Linked DNA regions of Anser cygnoides: region 2 is linked to region 1. Evidence: chromatin contacts called from public Hi-C data. All regions are on one chromosome and are shown on one strand. Each heading gives the region's core, a stretch centred on a gene start, on an enhancer-like site or on the middle of the called end of the contact. The rest is flanking DNA. Distances are from core to core; before and after follow the strand shown.

Region 1 (3,844 bases), core at 94-2,593:
AACCATGTCCCTGAGCACCACATCCAACCTTTCCTTGAACACCCCCAGGGACGGTGACTCCACCACCTCCCTGGGCAACCCGTCCCAGTGCCTGACTGCTCTTTCTGAGAAGAAATGTCTCCTCATTTCCAACCTGAACCTCCCCTGGCACAACTTGAGGCCATTCCCTCTAGTCCTATCACTAGTTACCTGTGAGAAGAGGCCGACCCCCAGCTCCCCACACCTTCCTTTCAGGTAGTTGCCGGTAGTTGCAGAGAGCAATGAGGTCTCTCCCCCTGAGCCTGCTCTTCTCCAGACTAAACAACCCCAGTTCCCTCAGCCGCTCCTCACAGGACTTGTGCTCCAGGCCCTTCACCAGCTTCGTAGCCCTTCTCTGGACACGCTCCAGGGCCTCGACGTCCTTCTTGTAGTGAGGGGCCCAAAGCTGAACACAGCACTCGAGGTGTGGCCTCACCAGAGGGGGACGATCACCCCCCTGCTCCTGCTGGCTGCACTATTCGATACAAGCCAGGATGCTGTTGGCCTTCCTGGCCACCTGGGCACACTGCCGGCTCCCATTCTGGCGAACATGGTTTTAGAGAAAATAATACCAAAACATGCTATAGACCACTTGGTAAATACCTAAAACAACTGATGAGTCTCTCTTCTTTTTATATGTTATAACATAAGACTGTCTACTTTTTTTTTTTTTTTATAACAGCTTTAACCAGAAGGCTAATAGTTGGTTAAAGCATAACTACAAAACACCTAAATCAGGAAAAGCCTCAGCGGTGCCACCCGAACTACGCAGCGCCAACGTCCCCAGGACGGGCAGAGATGCGTGGCATACCCCTGGAGGCCCAAACCCGGCTTTTATTCCTAATTCCCGCTGCAGACCCCTGCCTGCCCCCCTGGGACGGAGCCGAGGGGACGCCAGGGCTCGCTTCTCCCTTCGGAGAGCCCGCGGGGGCCCTGCGGCCCCCGGCCCGGCCCGGCCCTGCCGCCCCCTCTGCCCCCTCAGCGGCGGGGCCGGAGCCTGCCGCCCCACCTTGTCGTTGTCCAGCCGGGTCTCCAGGATCTTGTTGAGCTTGCGGGCCAGCGGGTTGATGCCGGGGCCCGCCGGGGCTGCGACCTGCGGCGGGGCAGCGGTGTCGGCCATGGCTGCGTGCGGCGGCGGAGCGGCTCCCGGGGAAACGCGCTCCCCGGCCTTTGGTTCCTCCCGCGGCCGCCCGGCCCGAGGGGGCAAGGCTGGCGCCGTGTGACAGACAGACACACGGACAGACAGGCAGAAACTCACCCCGTGCCTGTTCCACGGGCGTGGTGCCGGCTACGGTCCCGGGATCCTGCAGTTTGCAGTGCGGGAGCCGAGTTTAGTCCGTCCGGGGGGTGTGGAGGGGACACAGACTCACAGAGGCCACCGAGGAGCTTTAAAAGATTAACCTTTTAAAGTTAGAATTGTAAAAGATTTCCCTGTTTTACTTACATACTGCATTCCTGGAATACCTATCCGTAATCCTTCAAACATACTCTGTTAGTATCTGAAATGGGGTTCGGTACCACTCGGGTTGGTTATGAGACCAAAATACGCGACCCCTGGTACGAGCGATTCCCAGGGGAACAAGGAAAAGTTTGGGATTTGTGATAAGAAAAAAGATTCTCTTCCTGAGGTCGCATGGCTGTATTCATTTCATGCTTGTTGTGTAAATGAGCATAACTTAAAAAAATAAAAAAAAAATGTAAAAGAAATGGGCTATTATTATAGTAATCCAAATGAAAGTAAAAGCATGTCAAAATGGGGAGATCTTATGTTCATCATGTTCTTATGCTCATCATTTACTGAAACAGTTTTTAACTAAGAGGTTTGTTTTTTTTTCCTGTCATGTCATTTTCTTCTTGTATCTAGTCAGCAAACAGATCTTCATGTATTTTTAGACACCTCGTTTCCCTCCTTAGCTTCTGTTCCTCCGCCCTGTTTTGTCGGTTTTACCTCTTCCTAGACGTCCCTTACTTCTGACCAAGCTTCCAGGAGCCAGGATCTCCCTTCTCCATGTCAGGAATCTGCTTTAGACTTAAAATGAAGAGATAAAACAGCATGCAGTCACAGGTGCATGCTGTCACAGATGTGAGCAATTATATTTAAGCATGTAAAGAAAACTCCATTATTATAAAGATCGCATCCCAACTATACATTGGATGTTGCTACCAGACTGAACAAAGATTCAAATGCTGTTAACCTGTTGGATGAGTTGACACAGCGAAGGCACACCTTGAACTCAGAAGGACTTGAACATCTGAATCACAAATGTCAAGATAAGATCATTGCCAAGCCTCATCCAGCCAGTTATACCACAGACATATAAGGAACCGCAAACATTTTCCTCTGTCAGTTGGTGCATGTACTGTCTTTTAAAGCATCCAGTTTTGCTTTCAGATGCTCCTTGATGGAAGTGTATTTTTTCATGAATTTGTTTCACGAGCCAGATTACTTCTAGATAAGGCAGTAACCTACAGGATTTTGAAACAGTATGTTTTTATCTGTGCATGTGTTCCCCAAGAAAAATAAAAATAAATAATCAAGGGAACACATTTTAATCTCCTATAACTGAGAGAAGCATTTGTATAAGGGCACCAGGGCTTTTATATATGTATATATATATATATTTTGTGTGTGTGTCTGTGTGTGTTTAGGAATATTAGATGCATCTACAAAGACAATAACAAACAAATAAATCCTTTCTTTTTCTGATATGGATAATGTTTGCAGGCTAGATTTTTCCTCGTAAAGTATTTTTTTAAAAACAAAAATTCAAATGTAATCATGCAATGAGATCACTGCCTAAAACTCAGCTGCTGTCTCATGGCTAGTAAATGTCATAGTGTCATGAAGGAACTTTTGACGTGGCATTCTTACTGACTTGCTTGTCCACCAGCAAATAGTTTCCTGTTAAGTCAACTAGATGAATATTATGGGATAAAATGACTGGGCGTTTGTGATCTGTAACTGCCAGAGGGTGCTTTGATTTCAGATAGCAGTCTCTGTGTACCAGTAGAAGACACTTTGTGTATTGTGCATAATTTACGCAAGCATAATTTTCCTGACTAAAGCTAGATATGGCAGCAAAACTACAGGTGTCAGCAAAGAAATGTCTGGTACGTAGTGTATTCCGTTGATTCGCTTATCTCAGTTCCTTATTATGGTGAAAGTGTTCACAGAACACACATTTGGTGCAGTACAGATAGGAGCACACTTTATCCTGTGGAACAACTCCTGTGGAATGCCACCTGTTGTTTAAGTAGCCCAAGCTAATATTGCAATTGTATCTTCAAACACTTGGAGTTCTGTGTGCCTTTTGTAGGGAAAGACAAAAGCATTTGCAGTAGTCACCTGAATCTGTTCCTCAAAAGGCTAAATAAGAAGAAAAATCCACTGGATAGATAGATTGGCAGGGATCAGACAAAGATGTGGCCGGAGCTGGTATTTTACTGCCCCTAGTATTTCCCTAGCATTTCCCCACCCTGTAGCAAAAGATTTGTGACAGAGCACGACATAAAGGGAATGTTTCCTTAAATATAGAGAGGGGAGAATAGCTCTTGCCCTAAGTGTCATCATAAGCAAATGACAGTGAGAAAGGAGAATTTTTGTGATGAAGAGAATGTAAAAATACATTAAAAATTAAAAAAATATAAAAAATAATAATAAATTAATAAAATAATAATAAAAATACATTAAAAGAAGAGTAATAGAAGAGACTGAGGAATCTTTGGGGGAGGGAGAGAAGGAGGAGGGAAGAGATGAGAAAACAAATTGAGGAAGGAAGGGAGGAAGGGAGGGAGGGAGGGAGGGAGGGAGGGAGGGAGGGAGGGA
Region 2 (3,799 bases), core at 64-2,563, 310 kb after region 1:
GTCCTGAGAGCTAAGAATTCAGGCCATAACAATTTGTGGGGACATAGCCCTGCAGAGCACACAGAACTAAGAGAGGTTCAGTGCTGGCAGGTCTAATATCCAGACTTCCTAGCAAGCAGTGAGCATTCTTTTGGATTTTTAAATAATAATAATAATAAAGTACTATGGCAACATTTTTAAATTAAAGCCTTACCAGTTTTCCTGCTGCAAGGCAAGCTTTCTGATCTGTATGGTTTTATAGAGGGAGTGAGGCAAAAGATGACTGAGTCATCACTTGTAAATGAGTCCATGGGGGATAAGTAAAAAAATTTCCTGGATTAGCCACGTCTCTAAGATAGCTGAAAATAGAAAACATGAGGTTGAAGCCAAGCAAATCTAAACGAAATGTGAAGCCTTTCCCCTTTTTTAATGATTACATTTATTGTCCACTGGGAAGGATTAAAACATACAGACTTAAGTTGTTCAAGAGCTCTTAGGTCTTAATTTGTTTGTAAAAAAAAGTTAGCAGGCTTGTTTCTGATGTAACTGACAAAGTTAATTAACCTCTGTTTTGCAGATCCAGTTATACAATCATACTTATTTTCCTCAGCCTCAAAACATGATCCTATGACAAAGTTCATATCTTATTTGTATTAGTGTTGCTTGGGTTTTAATTCAGTAACAAATCATCGTAGATGCAAAAATTAATATGCTTCCACTTTCAAATTTTATATAAGCAAAGTGACTGATGCTCTATGAACTCTGAAAGACTCAAATATTTCAAAACATTTATCTAATGGAAAGTCTGTGTTGAAACTTTTTGATGCAAACCGCTGGCAAATAGCTTTTGCACATGCAAACAAAAAAAAGTAGAATAAAATAATAATACAAAATCATAGGAGGGTTTTAGAGAAAGGAGGAGCAGAATGAAACTGGTGAATCAGCTCCAGTAAGCTTAGCTCTAATCTCACTTGGGGTCATCTCTGTAGGGAAACACACCAGCATTGCTCTTTTGTATAATCACGCTGCTACAGTTATACTATTATGAATTATTATGTTTCCAACACAACGTATCAGGAGTAATTCCATTGAAATCAATGGCATAAGGAATAGAAGAATCAATTCACCATACACAGCAGTCTCTGGACACTGAATTACTCATTTTTTCTAGGAAAAATAATGGAAATAAACGTAAGATGGACATAAATCCAGTAGTAATACACCAAAATGACTGTAATACAATTATTTGCTTATGTTTAAAGCAGTCTGTGTTGAACAGAGAAAGGAAGTCTGCAGCAATTCATTATCTTTGTTGACTTACTCCAAATGTTCAGAAATTATCAGCTGTTTACTTTGCTGGTATATGGTTACACTGCCAAGCATCAGCAAGCGTTTGGTGCCCTCTTATGGTTTATCCAAGCAACTTCAATGATAGCAAATCTTCACTTGCTCGTAGATCACTCGTAAAGGTTTCTCAGGTTACAAATGGTTGAGAAAGGAAGTGTCAACTAAGATAACTAACCACTTAACGTTTCAAAAAGGTTAATAACCACCTGAAGGCAGTGAACTTACAATAATAAGCAGACCCACATACATCCCTATGCACCCTCCCCTGCAGCTCTGAACTGAGATAGCCTCACCAAACTGATCTTGCTTGGCACAAACGTGATCCAGGGTTGTTTTTCACCAGGCAGATGTGGTTAAATCCATTGCTGACTATTACAGAAAATATATGTCTGGTTAGCATCACTGGGAAAAATTAAACCGAATTGTATTAATAGGTCTTAGAAACTTAGAAGAGGGAGAGAAGACTGGTCTATCTGTTTTTACTTTTTGGGAATGTCATCCAATTAACAATGCAGGCACTCACCCAAAGACCAGATCAATTGAGGAAAAAAAAAAAAAAGTTCCTTCCCAAAGTTGAAGCCATCAAAATATGGTGTATTCTTATTTATTTTGTTGCTCCAGCAATAATTTCTCACACTTAAAAACTGGCATACTTCAACTAAAATCAGAATTTCTTGGGTTCTGGCAGTCATGCTTTCTTCTTTGCCTGGTTAACACTGCAGTATGTTATTTTTCTTCTTGTGCAAGTATTTCTATCTTAAAGAGAATTCCCTCCCTGATCTTCTAAAAACTAAACAGATTGCTCCATAAGTCTTCTCAGGAAATAAAATGTGATTCTGTATTAAGAAGTATTTGCTAGTTTGTTTTTAAATTTCCCTATTAGCATAAAAAGGGTATACAATCTATTTTTTTAATGTTTTGTACTTATGTGATTTATCGCCCTATTTTACAAATTATTCAGATGAAAACATCTTGGAGAGATTTGTGCTTTTTTTTATACACAAATCAGAACACAAAAGAGATGGGCCACAGAAATAGCAATGTAAAAAGACAATATGGAACTTTAGATTCCATTTTAAAAAGGTATTTAAAAATTTCTGTTATCAACATTTAAGTGCTGGGAACCCTGTATTTAGAAGAGTAATCCACTGTAATAAAATGTATTGATATTAATAAAGAGCCCAAACCTTTTACAATGGAAAATTCTCAATTTATTTTACCAAGTTATCCTATTACACAATCTTTCAGAGATCAGTTTCAGAATGATACATATGAAAAGCTTCACAGAATTAGAAAGTTAGTGCACAAATCAATCACTTTCTCAGTTTGGCCATAGACACTAAGGTGAAAAGGAGTCTGAGCATCTCATACTATATACTTCCCTTCTTAGCATAGATACCCGATTTCCAAATGTAAGGCATTTCTTGGCACCGTGGCCTATTTCAGTAAATTCAGACAAAACTGTATGAATATTCCCCATTTCTAGGGGCTGCAAAAGCCCACATAAACATAGACTTGGTAAGACATCCATGCAGCAAACAGAAACTTGTATAACTTATTTGTCAACATCCACAAGTGCACCACTCCTTCAGAGAAAACAGAAACATGTTCCCAGAGAGTTTCTAGTTCTGTTTCAAATGGATGTGACAAAGACAAAATAAATAAGGATGAGATGTGACGAGGAATAATCAATGTGCCTGAAACCCTTAAACCACCAAGATATGTTCATATATATAAAGATATTTTGGTAACATTTTAAAAAATAAATCCACCTTCTGTAGGTGAGAAATAGCTAAATTGCACAAAGCACAGATATCCCTGAGCTAGTGGTGACCTAGTTAAAAAATCCACACAACACACTGCAAAGCTATGTGGACCTATCTGCCTAGGTCTAGAGGAAGTACTGCTGCTGCCTTTTCAGCTAACAAATATTGCTTATTAGCTTCCATTTGACACCATGTGAATCATGGGTCATATTTGCTAGTGTATAACCTTGAGGTCCTGGTTTTGAGGCTGGCACAAGGGCAGTCAGGTTAGATCTGCCTTTATTATTGTGGACGTAGCCAACAACAAAGCATTTATATTTGGTGCATTAATCTCAAATAGCACTGAAATCAGGGCACCAGCCTCCACAGCTGAATTACTTTCCACTGAATGCATGAATCTGGCTTTTCTGGACAGTTTTCCCATCTGCTGACCCAGAAATTTTGGGGTCTTAGATTGAAACCTGCCAGACAAAGATGCATTTGCTTTTGGTGACATTCACTGATGTGGATACCCCCCATCAGAAAAATTCCATTTCCTACATTCCTTTCTAAGGAAGTAGAAAAAAAAAGTGTCCCTTAGCTGGTAATTAGCATTAAAATCATTCCACACTTACTCTACTGTGTGGAAACAGAACAAATCCTCCCAAATGTTTTGAAAAGCTAGTAGATGAACATGGAATATGGGTGCACAGCTTTAGAGAAGTACT

Evidence for each region. A called contact is a pair of places that touch in the nucleus more often than the background predicts.
Region 2: a contact with region 1 is called in a Hi-C map of fetal liver, with 2.7 times the contacts expected there. The contact joins the enhancer-like site here to the promoter of COG6 in region 1. A contact is called at or near these places in 4 of 7 Hi-C or Micro-C datasets (fetal liver, granulosa cells and liver).

Annotation. Positions count from the first base shown.
Region 1 is chr1:184,923,424-184,927,267 of Taihu_goose_T2T_genome, forward strand. COG6 (component of oligomeric golgi complex 6) reads right to left here and starts at 1,344. Exons shown (of 19, transcript XM_066989664.1): 1 at 1,028-1,344. The coding sequence starts at 1,138.
Region 2 is chr1:185,233,553-185,237,351 of Taihu_goose_T2T_genome, forward strand. It overlaps NHLRC3 (NHL repeat containing 3), which reads right to left. Exons shown (of 7, transcript XM_048051352.2): 7 at 2,515-3,799. Among named protein-coding and RNA genes, the nearest start is that of PROSER1, 9.8 kb to the right of the region's middle. Within about 2 kb of position 1,314, at least 1 of the 3 cell types and tissues checked has open chromatin away from gene starts, as enhancers often do. A contact at or near this core is called in fetal liver, where this site is marked.